Regions from separate parts of the Mus musculus genome. Here region 1 is linked to region 2. The links are chromatin contacts, called in public HiCAR-type maps. All regions are on one chromosome and are shown on one strand. Each heading gives the region's core, a stretch centred on a gene start, on an enhancer-like site or on the middle of the called end of the contact. The rest is flanking DNA. Distances are from core to core; before and after follow the strand shown.

Region 1 (5,800 bases), core at 1,438-3,937, 1.2 Mb before region 2:
TCAAGCCTCTTCATCTGCACGGGGGTTTTTCTGATGATTTTTTTTCTGTGAATAATTCATATGATTATGAAGAGAAAAACTGCTATTTTCTCTCTCTCTCTCTCTCTCTCTCTCTCTCTCTCTCTCTCTTCTGTGGCACAGATTAAAAAAAAATCTTGCTGTAAATTGCGTGATTGGGGAGATAGCCTGCTTTCAAATAATTTAATTCATGACAAAACCTAATTACTGTCAGGTAATACCCTGTCAGCTTTAATGCATTTCATCAGTCATAATGAAAAGAAGAGCATTTTATGACCCATCTAATTATCATTACATTTTAGGGGAAAATGAATGGCATGGAGCTGAATGTTAACTATTCCATTTTATTCTTTTACACATGTGGTTTAGCATATTATTCACTAACTTCACCCCCCCCCTCTCCCTCTCCCTCTCTCTCTCTACAAGTATGGGGTATATGCTAACCCAGAGAGGAAAAGGAGGATGGGGGGAGAGGAAGGGGATGGGATACAATTAGAGCTCTGGATAGTTGCCCTTTTTTAAGGTATCAAAGTGGTTAATGCCTTTGCAGGTTGGTGTTGATATGGGGGATCTTACTGCCACAGTCCAAAAGAGTACTAATTACTGCGAATGATGTCACCGTAGGCAGAGGAATAATCCCATCATTTAATTAGTTGAATGATTTAAACAAAGATTTGCATAGATGCACTCATCAGTTGCCATGAATTACGGAGAAGCAGTTGCCAGCGAGGGGTAACAGATCATACAGTTGGAGGGAAAAAAAACCTCATCCTCCTTGAACATAATTAATTTAATTGTCCTCATTAGCTGTGCCATTTGTTTTGATTTTATTTCTCCCTTTCCCCACACATACTTCTCCCTCCCTCCCTCTTTTCTTCTCAGTACATTGGCTGCTAAAGATAACAGGCAACACACACACACACACACACACACACATACACACACACCAGAGTGTTTTCAGAGTAGATCTGGCTGGAGGGTGGGGTAGGACAAGCAGGGAGCTGTGTGGATGTGTGTGTGTGTGTGTGTGTGTGTGTGTGTGTGTGTGTGCGTGCGCGCACGCCTGAGTACTAGGGCCAGGAAAAGCCAAAACTTAAGAAGTCTGCTTATAGACTGAACAGCTGAAGGGGTTCTCAGTAATCTTCCTGTCTGTGAATTTCGGTATTTTTCAGGTTAGTTCTGAGTTTTGTTGTCTTTGAAAGGGAGAAGAAAGCAAGCCACCTACTATTTTCTTAGGAGCCTTCTGAAGGTTGGGATTAAAAAATAAATTAGACCGGCTATGCCAGGACTTTGGATATAGGGAAGCATAATTTAACATAAATATTCAAGGGGGACTGCTTTAGTGTGTGTGTGTGTGTGTGTGTGTGTGTATATATATATATGTATATATATATATATATATAATTTGATAGATCGGATAGATAGATAGATAGATAGATAGATAGATAGATAGATATTAAAATTGATGTTACAGAAGTAGCAAAGTTTTTCTGTATTGTTTGAAGGGTGTTTTGTGGGTAGTGTTTTTTTGGGGTGGGTGGGTAGTTCAACAATTGATCCTGTCTTGGCACTGAGAGCATCACATCCAGTGTCATTCAAACTGGCACTATTTTTAAGCTTAACCTTTTGACAAGGCTTTGTGAGAGATGCTGAGAGGACCTTGATAGAGACACCAAAGTGGGCGATAGCTGAAGTTTAAAAACTTAGAAAAAGGAGATGGTTTAAAGCTACCAGTGACCTATAGAGCATCGGAGTGCAGGGAAGAGGTTAAGAGTAATGGGAAAAATTTAGAGGCAAAAATAAAAGGATGTACCCAGGCCTTAAAATAAGTGTATGAAGGCAGGGTGTAGGTGGGCAAGTGGCCAGGGGACCGGCTTAGTCCTGGAAGTCTGGCTCAGCTTCCTGGGGACTAACACTGAAGCAGGTTTCAAAGTCAAGTATTCACCTATCTGTAGTAAGTGTGTTTCAGTGGCCACTTTGGGTTCAGCACCTGGTATGGGGTACAAGTTCACAGTCTGACTCCTGGGGCCATTCGAGAGAGAGGAAAGGGTGTGTGGCACTGCCTGGCCTGAGTTTACATGACAAGGCATTCTGCACAGGGACTTCAGAGAGTTTCTAAACAGAATTCATAGCCCTGGAAACTGCAGACACCCCCAGACATTTACTAAAAGGAGGGCTGTGCAGTTTTCCAGTGTTCCCTGGTAGCACTTTGATTCCTTGGCTTTTATTTTAACTTCCTCCACTGGCACTGTCAGTAACAGATTTAGAGGGCAATTTGCTTTCATAGTCCCCATCCTATTCCAAAATGCCCCCGTTATTTTAGGAAGCCCTACCCTTCTCCTTTGGAGCTCTTTTGCAGTTCTTCTTGTGGGCGAGTCCTGGAGGTAGGGTCCTTCCAGAGTCCAGTCCTGCAGAGGTCACATTCTCTGTGTGATAGGCATGGGTGGGAGGGGATGTCCCCAGCGTTTGTCAGTAGCATATGCAATGGGTTGTGCTGACTGCACTCCCAGGCTTGTCAATTTTCACCCTGGGAAATTAGCAACAAAGCCTGGATCTGTCTCGTGGCTGCTTTTGCACTTTCCGAGGGCGGCTGTACTTGACTGAGCTGCGGAACAGACAGCAGAGACACAGCGAGAGAGAGAGAGAGAGAGAGAGAGAGAGAGAGAGAGAGAGAGAGAGAGAGAGAGAGAGAGAGAGAGCTCAAGCAAGCTAGCGAGCAAGGGAGCCAGCTAGAGGGAGGGAGAGAAGGAAGAGAGAGAAGAGGGAGGGGTGGGGGCGAGAGGTAAATACTCTTAAATCGGAAGGGAGCTGCCTTCACTGTGGATCTGACAGGCGCTGCCTGGGCTCCGAGGCGCTGTAATAACTGGGTGACCTTTTCTTGGGCTGTATTATGTCTGGCTGGGAAGGGATTGCATTTTGCGGCTGAGAGCCAGGGCTTCCTTCAGCTCGGGCTCCTCGCACACTGCTGGGGTAAGTTGTCAGGAGCCAGGACCAAGAGAGACATCCCCCGGACTGCAGTTGCCTAAAAGAAGGACACCTGTGGCTCGCATGCGGTCCACACTGGTACTTGGCGGATCCTGGAGGACCTCATTATTTTAAACTTAAAAAAATATATAGAGAGAGATTCTACCCCCCGGTTTTTTTTTTTCCTTTTTTTTTTTCAAACAATGTTTCTTTTTGACCTTTCCCAAGGAGAAGCGCTACCAAGCAGCCGCTGGGCTCATTGAACACCCTCCCCTGTATCGCTTAATTGAGAAGGTAAGTCAGGGGTTGTGTACTCACGCGTCGGCTTATTTGTGCTGTGTATGTCTGCTGGTGCGCGCGTGCGTGTGCGGATGTTGGGTGGCTTTTTTTTCTTCTTCTTCCCCATCCTCTCCCAAGAAGGCATAAAGTAAAGCTGCACCCGAACCATCCCCACCACCACTGCAACTTTCACCGGGCTGCAGGTCTGCAGAGAGGGTTTTGTGTTTGTTTGGTTCTGTTTAAATCATGGGAGGCATCATTATTTTTGTGATGAGACATGAAATAGATGTGGGGCGGAAGACGTGGATGCCGGAGGAAGAGAGTGGAGCGCGCGGCTGCAGCGCGACGCAACATCTCAAGTAGGAGTCTAGTGCATAATAGACAAAGTTCATTGGGAGCTGCAACATTCGCACACCCTGACTCTGGAAGAGGGGTTGGGACAGTTTGCAAAGGTTGGGGGCGGGGTGTTGCTACCAGGCTAAGGGAAGTGATATCAGTCTTGGGTATTTTCCCAGACCTTTCTACACCTGCTTGATGAAATGTATGCCTGCCACCCCCAAGAAAGAGTTGAAATTACAACCTTGTTTTTGTCTACACCCCTGCTTCTCCCAATGCAACCTTAATATCAAAACACTGCTTCTGTGTGTTGCAAAAGTGACTGTGTCGTGTTCAGTGGACATAGGTTCCTTGTACCCAAGTGTCTGCATCTTAACAGGGAGAGAGAGAGAGAGAGAGAGAGAGAGAGAGAGAGAGAGAGAGAGAGAGAGAGAGAGAGAGATTCAGCACATTTTAACCGGGGCTACTCAGATTGCTGTTATGAAACACAAGTCAGATTTATGATCTTTTTCATACCGAACACGATATGCTATGCTAACACTGCGTGTGACGGTTTAATCAAATCCATTTGTTACTAGGAAGCTAAAAGGGGCCGCTGGGATTTTAGGATTACAGGCAGAGTGAGGGAAGCATGTGGCTTTGTCATTCGCCATCATTTTACACGCTCCCTCGTCCCTTCCCCCACTGCCTGCCTCCCTAGCCACTAGACCCCAGCTCCCAAAGTGGCTTCACAATAGTGGATCCTGGGCCCTGCATGCTGCTCACCAGATCCACGCTTGGGCCCCAGATCCGAGTGATTCCCTTTTCTACTCTCTGCCTCCGGGCTTGGTGCTCCATGCGAAGCTGCAGCGACTCAGGCACGCCTCAGTCAACTCATGCAGAAACAAGAGAAAAGTTTTGGTAAGGTTACCTTCTATCACAGAGGCACTTTCTCGGGCCGCTAGGCACTCGTGGCTAGCTCCACAGACTGCCCGTTCTTCTCCTGAGGAAGATATGAAATAATATTGTTGCTGCTGCTTTTAAAGACTGCTGCTTTCGACCAATTAATCTCGCTAGGTGCCAAAAATCCTGGTACATTCTTTGCAAAACCACCCCTGCGTGGCTGCAAAGACACAGCCACAAAAGGTTGGATCATAAACTCCGCAAGGAGATTCTTTGTTAGAGTGTATGTATGTTTCTTATTTTTTTTTTTTTATTTTGCATGTGAGCTGCATCAAAATTGAACCCAGTCTTGCAAATCTCTTGTTGGCCTTTGCCAAGCACTAGCACTTTGCTGCCATGGTAACTGTAATTAAACTGATAAGAGTGGGGAAATGTCAGTATCTCTGAGCCTTGCAGCTGCATTGGAGAAAAAGGGAATCAAATTGGTTTCCAGCTCCATTGCTCAAAAAGGGGAGGGTGGTGGAAGGACGCGGAGGGGGTTGGGAGTTGAAGGGGCAGAACAGAGTTAAGCAGCTCCGGTACCAGAGATTTGGGGACATATATTTACACTGTTTCCCCTTAGGGGGCTGCAGCCTGTAGGGGTGCTCTGGGCCAGTGAACAGAGAGAAACAAGCTTTTAGGCCCAATCCAGTTTTGCAATCTGGGTTGGGGGAGCACAGGGGGTTGGGGGGAGGTGCGTGAGTGGGAGGAAGATGGGCAGGAGGAGAGACAATCTTTTGTTTGGTACTCTTGGCAGTGGGAAGGCTGTGTTGGCCAAATTCTTTTAATCTATGTCATTGCTCCCAGCTGCGAAACCTGCGGACCCAATTTTTGCATCCTCTCTTCCAAAAGCCCTTCTGGATGGAGCCCCCTTCCTCGGCTCCCAAATTGTGCTCTGTAAATCTTCTGAAAGGGGAAGGAATGTTCTCCATTCATTCAGCGTGATCAGTCCAAATAATACATACATGTTTTTTTTTTTTAAAAAAAAAGCCCACAGTGCCTGAGCACTGCACATCTTTCGTTATTCTGGTTATTTTTTAAGCTCCTATGTGTTGTGGAGTTGTGGTTACTTTGTTGTGTTAACTACTGAAGCTAAGACTGTGCGGATGAATGGCACAGAACAAGGGAACATAATAGATGCAATCAACCGGCAGGCCTTCTCACAATGCAATCCAGGCAATTAAAAGCTCACCAGAGTTTAAATGAAATGGTTCTACTTATTTCTGCACAGCACACTGCACAGGCTATTATTTATGTCTTTAAAATAAAATAAAAAAAAAAA
Region 2 (5,913 bases), core at 1,819-4,318:
CCATAAACATCAATATACAATTCTAAGCGTCCTGTGACCAGTAGTGGGTGTAGGTCACATCACCTCATGCAGACATCGCCTCATGAAGTGCAGTGACTGACTCAGACAACCTGAACTACCTTGCTACATGGATCTATAACTAAAGCGTGCACAAGCAATGATATTCAAAGTCTTGAACATTCTGCCCCTTCAAGGTTCTCTTAGTGAAATTGATTATAACCTGAATCTCATACACATCCCCATCTCTCCACAGCATATATATCCACCTAAATTATAGAAAATATGAAATTGAAAATCAAGCTTCACAGTTGAAATATTTGACTTACATTCTTTAAAAATTCTTGCTTATATAGAGAATAAAAATATGAACATTAATAAATGCTTGTCATAAATAAATATATAGAGATTTTTATAGGAGATGGGCGAATGGTTTTCCTTATCCCCATGGACCGTTTTAGGTTGAAATTTGGTAGACTATTTGACATTTAATAATGGATAGCTTTGAGGTTCATGCTACCATATACTTGGTTATGTCTATTTTGTTGGTTGCTTGTTCAGTAGTTTGAATTAAAAGCCTCAAAATTATAAAGAAATTATACTGTATGCCTGAAGTGCCATATAATATACTAACCACAAGATGTATGATATTATACTAGATGCCTAATTTAGCACTTTGAACATCTCTTCTTAACTGTAAGGAAGTGTGATTCAATCAACGAGCATGTGTGAAAATGCTTTCAAGATTGAGGCTTAGTGGCTTTTCAATTTGTAGATTTTCCTTTTTCTTGAACACTTTATACTAAAGTGAAACACTGTAATCCTTCCATAAAGTAAATATTAGTAGCTTCCCTTGCAACATTATTTTTCTCATTAGTGTAATACTTTAAATGATCTATCAATGTATGGGCTATGGTGTATAGCTTATCATAATAGACATTTGCTAGCAAATGTTGAGAAATACACATATTATGTTAAAGAGAGTGAAAGTCTGTTGCAACCACTAAGATACCATCATGCTATCCTTCATGAATTTTCTTAGTTTATTATCATGTTTGGAGTTCAAACTTCTGACACATTTTTCTCTGCATTTTAACGTTAACATTATAATTTTTTTCTCTTAAGCTAAGTAGTCTCATTTCTAGAGTTACCATCTACTATGAAACAAAAAACCCGAAGTTATTCCAAAGGCTAAATATATGTCAGATCTCACACACACACAAGCACACACATTCACACTTCTCTGCTATTCTCAGTAAAACATGTACCTCCATTTTTTTCGTCCTAAGTACTCAAAGAGTATTACCTAGACATCTCAGTCGTTGCCAAGTTTGTCAAACGGTTAGAAAAATTAATTATAAAAAACTAACTATGCATATTTTATCTGTGGTATGTACTACAGAGAAGCAGGTGAAATGCTCAACTGAATTTAGTATTTATAAGATTTTAAAATAAAATGATGACTGATGACTTAAATATTGAGCACATGTCCAAAACAGCTTATAACTTCGCTCATGTTCCTCCTTTGCTATTTACCCAGAGACTACATTTTTCTGTGATCTGGGGAGACAGGAAGAAAATATAGAATAGTTTTGCACTCGTTCTATCTGGGATTCGTGAATCCTGTTCACTATAACCTTGGGGAGCATTCATAATTAATGGGCATATAAGCAAGAAGTGACTGCTTAATGCGGAAACATTTGCAGTCATTAACGGGCTGACCTCCTCTAGCTAGGTATCCTCATGGTGCTGAAAGGATAGCTCCCGATCACCTGTGGCCATCCTTCAGTTGCTGGGGCAAGAAGGGAGAAAGGACTAGGAAGGAAAGCAGACCTTCGGAACCCGGAGTGAGGGGGTACCAATTCCCAACTTCCCTTCATATGCCAAGAAAACAGCTTAAAAAATAAAAACACTACATGCTTGAAGTGTCAAGATTTTGTTTTTCTTTTTTAAACAGTATTTTCCTTTTCACTTTTTTTTCTCAAAGTACAATTTTGAGCCACACGTTCCAAAGAGGATAGGAAAAGGTGAGTTTTATAAATCATATATTCCACCATTAAAAATCAGTGGCAGCATCCTGTTACGAGAGGATGGAACTGTGTAGAGTTTTACCAGGCATCCCTAGGTGGATGGAGGGTAAGACAGGGAGTGACCTCCTTGGGAGTTGAACCGATTCCTTATTCAATGGAGCCCTCTCCCTCGCCCCGCCTGGCCGGTGCGTCTAGTCCAGAGCTCAGCGCCCTGCGTGTGATTCCCTCCCGCAGAAGGCAAACTGACTGAGACAAAGCAGCTGTACCGAGGCTTCACTGGGGGAGGGCGCGAAGGTGAAGTGGCATAGGGGTGCAGTGGGAACCACTAAAAAAAGTGCCCTCATTTTGCCTGAGAAAGCTCTATCCCGCAAGCTCATCGCTGAGGTAGCAGAGTACAAAGGGAGACAACTGGAAGGCTCAAACTTCCAGATCTTTCCACCCGCAGCTACGCAGCCCACCCGGCACCGCTCTGAGGACAAAGCGTGTGCGACTGGCGCTCTCCGCCTGGTCACCGCACCCTGAGCGAATAGCTCCCCACGGCGGGATGGATCCCCATCTCCGAGGACTGGGGGACCCTACCTTGAGCAGCACAAAGAGCCCGAGCAGAGGTAGCAGGCGGCGGCCCCCGAGCGTTCCCCTAGGCAGGTGCCCCATCGCGGCGCGACCAGGGACCGGGGAGGGAACGGCAGCGCCAGCAGTTCTCCGTGGCGCTTACAATGACCAGTCCCGGCTGGCAGCCTCAGACTTCGGGCGCCCGGGCGGCTCCGGGCGGCCGCATGTCGCCTGGCAGGTCGTCCTGTGCCCCCGGATGGATCGCTCTCCTCTTCTGTGCCCGAGTCCTGCTAGAACGTGCTTGGAGCCGGCGTTGTTTAATGGCTAAGGATGGAGAGGGTGGGGATGGCAGTGGGCGAGGCTCTGCGCCACAGCTACAGCGGTTGCCACGGGAGGCAGGGGTCGGCGTGCGGAAGGAGCTGCCCGAGCTCCGCAGGCAGACAACCCTCCGCGGCCCCCTAGCAACAGTGGTGTTCTCTCTCAGAGCAAGGAACTCCTCAAGTGCAGATCTTGGGTCCTCCCACCAGGGCCTGCCTGCTTCCCATTGCTAGGCAGCCCCCCAGACCAGGCTCCGCCTCAGCCTTTCCAGAGTCTCCTAGGAAGAGTTGTTTGAGGGTTTCCCCTCTCTCTTATCTCAGGCCCTTCTCAACCCCCCCCCCCCGTTCCTTTGCCCTTGTATTTACAAGTGACACTACAAGTGACACTTAATGTTTTCGAAAAGAGGAGTGAATCTCAACTTCTATACCCCCCGACCTCAGTTCAATTCCCCCATAGCATCCTATAATCAGCTAGGGAAACTGAATAATTCTGTGCGTTTCCCCCTCTTATCCTGCTGCCCACACCTAGCTCACAGTATTTTACACGTATTTAGAATAAGTGTGTAATATATTCTCTCTGTGTGTGAACACACTAAGTACTCTGAATTATCCATGAATAACTAACTAATCTAAGAATTTAGAATCACAAGCAACGATTTCCATGAAGTGTGTCTCATGTCTACTTATCTGTCTCTAGAGGTTTTGTGTAGTTTTTGAAAGACAACTCTATATTAAAAATAAAAAGTGGGATTCATTATATTAAGTCATTTCTTTTTATCATGTAAATGTCCTGGGTGGGCCCTGAGGTGCTGGAATTTTGTTTTTATCCTTCAAAGTGTGGTATCAGGTGACAGAAAAGGGCACCCTGGCGGTGCACTTAGGAGTGTGTCACCAGCACTCTGGGACACAGCTGAGGAATGGTGGCCTGCTATAGGATCAGAGTCGTGTGTGCTCATCTTTTTCTACATGAGGACTATAAACTAAAGGTTTGGATTAGGAATTTTTGCATGAATAGATCGAGGCACTAACAGTTCTTCAGAAAACAGAACGAGGCTCTGGGCTTGTGTGTGAGTGTTTCCCTTGCTGGCACCAAAGCTACCTCAGTACACAGCCTTGATGGACTTCTGTTCAGCGCCCTCGTGCCTGTCCTTTGTTGGCCTGACTCTCATGCCCTCCCTCCCTCTCCCCCCCCCAAGGTTTTCCCTGCTTCCCACTTCTGGGCCAAACTCGAGTGCTTTCTAAGAAATGGCTCCTCAGACCTGCACTTTCAGAGCCTTTGGTCTGATATGTTTTTCTTTTATTTTGAAGCTTTTGAAAGTGGTTTTCCATTTCCAGCTACATCAAAGAGGCTCCACAGTGATCTAATTTCCAGACAGAGATGCTCAAGTTGGGGCCTAAGTGGTACTCACAAGATGCCAGAAGTTATTCTTTTAAATAGAGTTTTATTTTAGTATCAGTATGTGAATTAAATACATATGTAAGGTTAATTGTGCATATACATGTGTGTGTGTGTGTGTGTGTGTGTGTGTATACACACACACATATATATATTTGGGATAGGAATGTTTGATCTATTTTAGGCATTAGGAAGCAATTTTGCTCAAATATTAATCATATAAATGCAAAAGGTACTTTCAAAATAATGCATTACTTTAAATACCCCTACCTAACTGTATGCTTCACCTTCTCTCTGCTCAGTTAAATCACACATTGTGTACAGATGTGTACGTGGACCACTTTAGGGCAGCAGCAACATTAAGTGTTTAGTGCATCACCGCCCAGGAAAGCACTAGTAATTAGCATGATTAATATTCCATTAGCAGCATGTGACTACATGGCCTGAAGACTGGAAGTTTTATGTGGTAATCATAGAAGAGATCCTTTCCAGAGATAAACATTTTACATAGTGATCACAGAGGGAAAAAAATAGTCTTGCTTGTTCTTGTGTCTAAACCAATGACAGGATCACAAATTCTTACTGGAGACTCCCGCTAAGAATGCGTATGTGGCGTTGTCCGTGGTGTGCTGATTCAGACCACTAGCTGGTCTTCCATTGCTGTGTTTCTAAAACATGTTAAATCTTACTAAACTAGTTTAGAGAGTCCCAACAAGAATGGCCACAGGTAGCATTAATGTATGCAGTCATTTTGGTCCCCAGTTGCCTGAAAGTATCCATTAGGTTTTCCAGTCTCAACCATGCTGCTTCCTAAAGAGGGCTCAGAGCATTGTATTCTCTAGATGTCACTCTGTCTGGAGAAAGATAAACACAGAACAAAATGGACCCCCTTGTGCACTGAATTTTAAATGAAATGACTCTCAGAATGAAACAAAGCTGTTTACTTGGAAAAGGACAATAATGAGCAGTTAGCGATCTGAGAGACCGATGATGTTAAGTCTGAAAGATTATTTATTTGACTGGAAGAAATTGTTTGTTTTTTTTTAATAAGTAAAACTCTTGTTCTCGCCTCTGTGGGTCAGTCACATCTTTCTTTCACATACAAACAGGGGTAATAGCAGCCAGGGAACGCAGCGAGAATCCCTGCAAGAGCCCTAATGACGAGTCAATTGGGACTCCTGCACTGCCCAGGCCAATGAAGCTCAACTGTGTCGCCCAGAGACAGCTCTATAATGCAGTTCCACGTGTGCAGTCCCAGCTTCCAGGACTGAAATAGCTTGCAAGGCTGTCAGCAGTTTCAGTATTAGACAGTTGCTCATGTGGTGGTGGGGGGGGGGGCGTGGAGGGACTCCTCATTGACAAATAATTTGCTTTGTGTAGATTACAGGGAGGAGGAAAACTTGACTCAGGAAGCATCAAACAGTACCCAACCTGGAAAACTCACCATAGATGTTAAGATTGCCAACCATGTTCCACAGATTGCAATGTTTACCGAGTGTGAACTGAAGATTACACGGAACGAGTTCTCAAGAGAAGGACAGTCAGCAACGCTCTGGTTTTCAGTCTCTTGGGGCATTTGTTTAGTGCTCTCCCTCTGATGAGGCCTGACTTCTCACCTAAG

What was found. HiCAR-type assays count read pairs that join an accessible place to other places.
Region 1: a contact with region 2 is called in a HiCAR-type map of astrocytes, with 2.7 times the contacts expected there. The contact joins the promoter of Lmo3 here to the promoter of Ptpro in region 2. A contact is called at or near these places in 1 of 39 promoter capture datasets (hippocampal neurons) and 1 of 115 datasets of contacts at active chromatin or transcription factors (astrocytes).

What each region holds. Positions count from the first base shown.
Region 1 is chr6:138,419,917-138,425,716 of GRCm38.p6, reverse strand. Lmo3 (LIM domain only 3) reads left to right here and starts at 2,687. Exons shown (of 4, transcript NM_001356306.1): 1 at 2,687-3,276. It overlaps A830011K09Rik (RIKEN cDNA A830011K09 gene), which reads right to left and starts at 2,612. Exons shown (of 4, transcript NR_126073.1): 1 at 2,352-2,612; 2 at 1-45.
Region 2 is chr6:137,249,454-137,255,366 of GRCm38.p6, reverse strand. Ptpro (protein tyrosine phosphatase, receptor type, O) reads right to left here and starts at 3,068. Exons shown (of 27, transcript NM_011216.3): 1 at 2,607-3,068. The coding sequence starts at 2,681.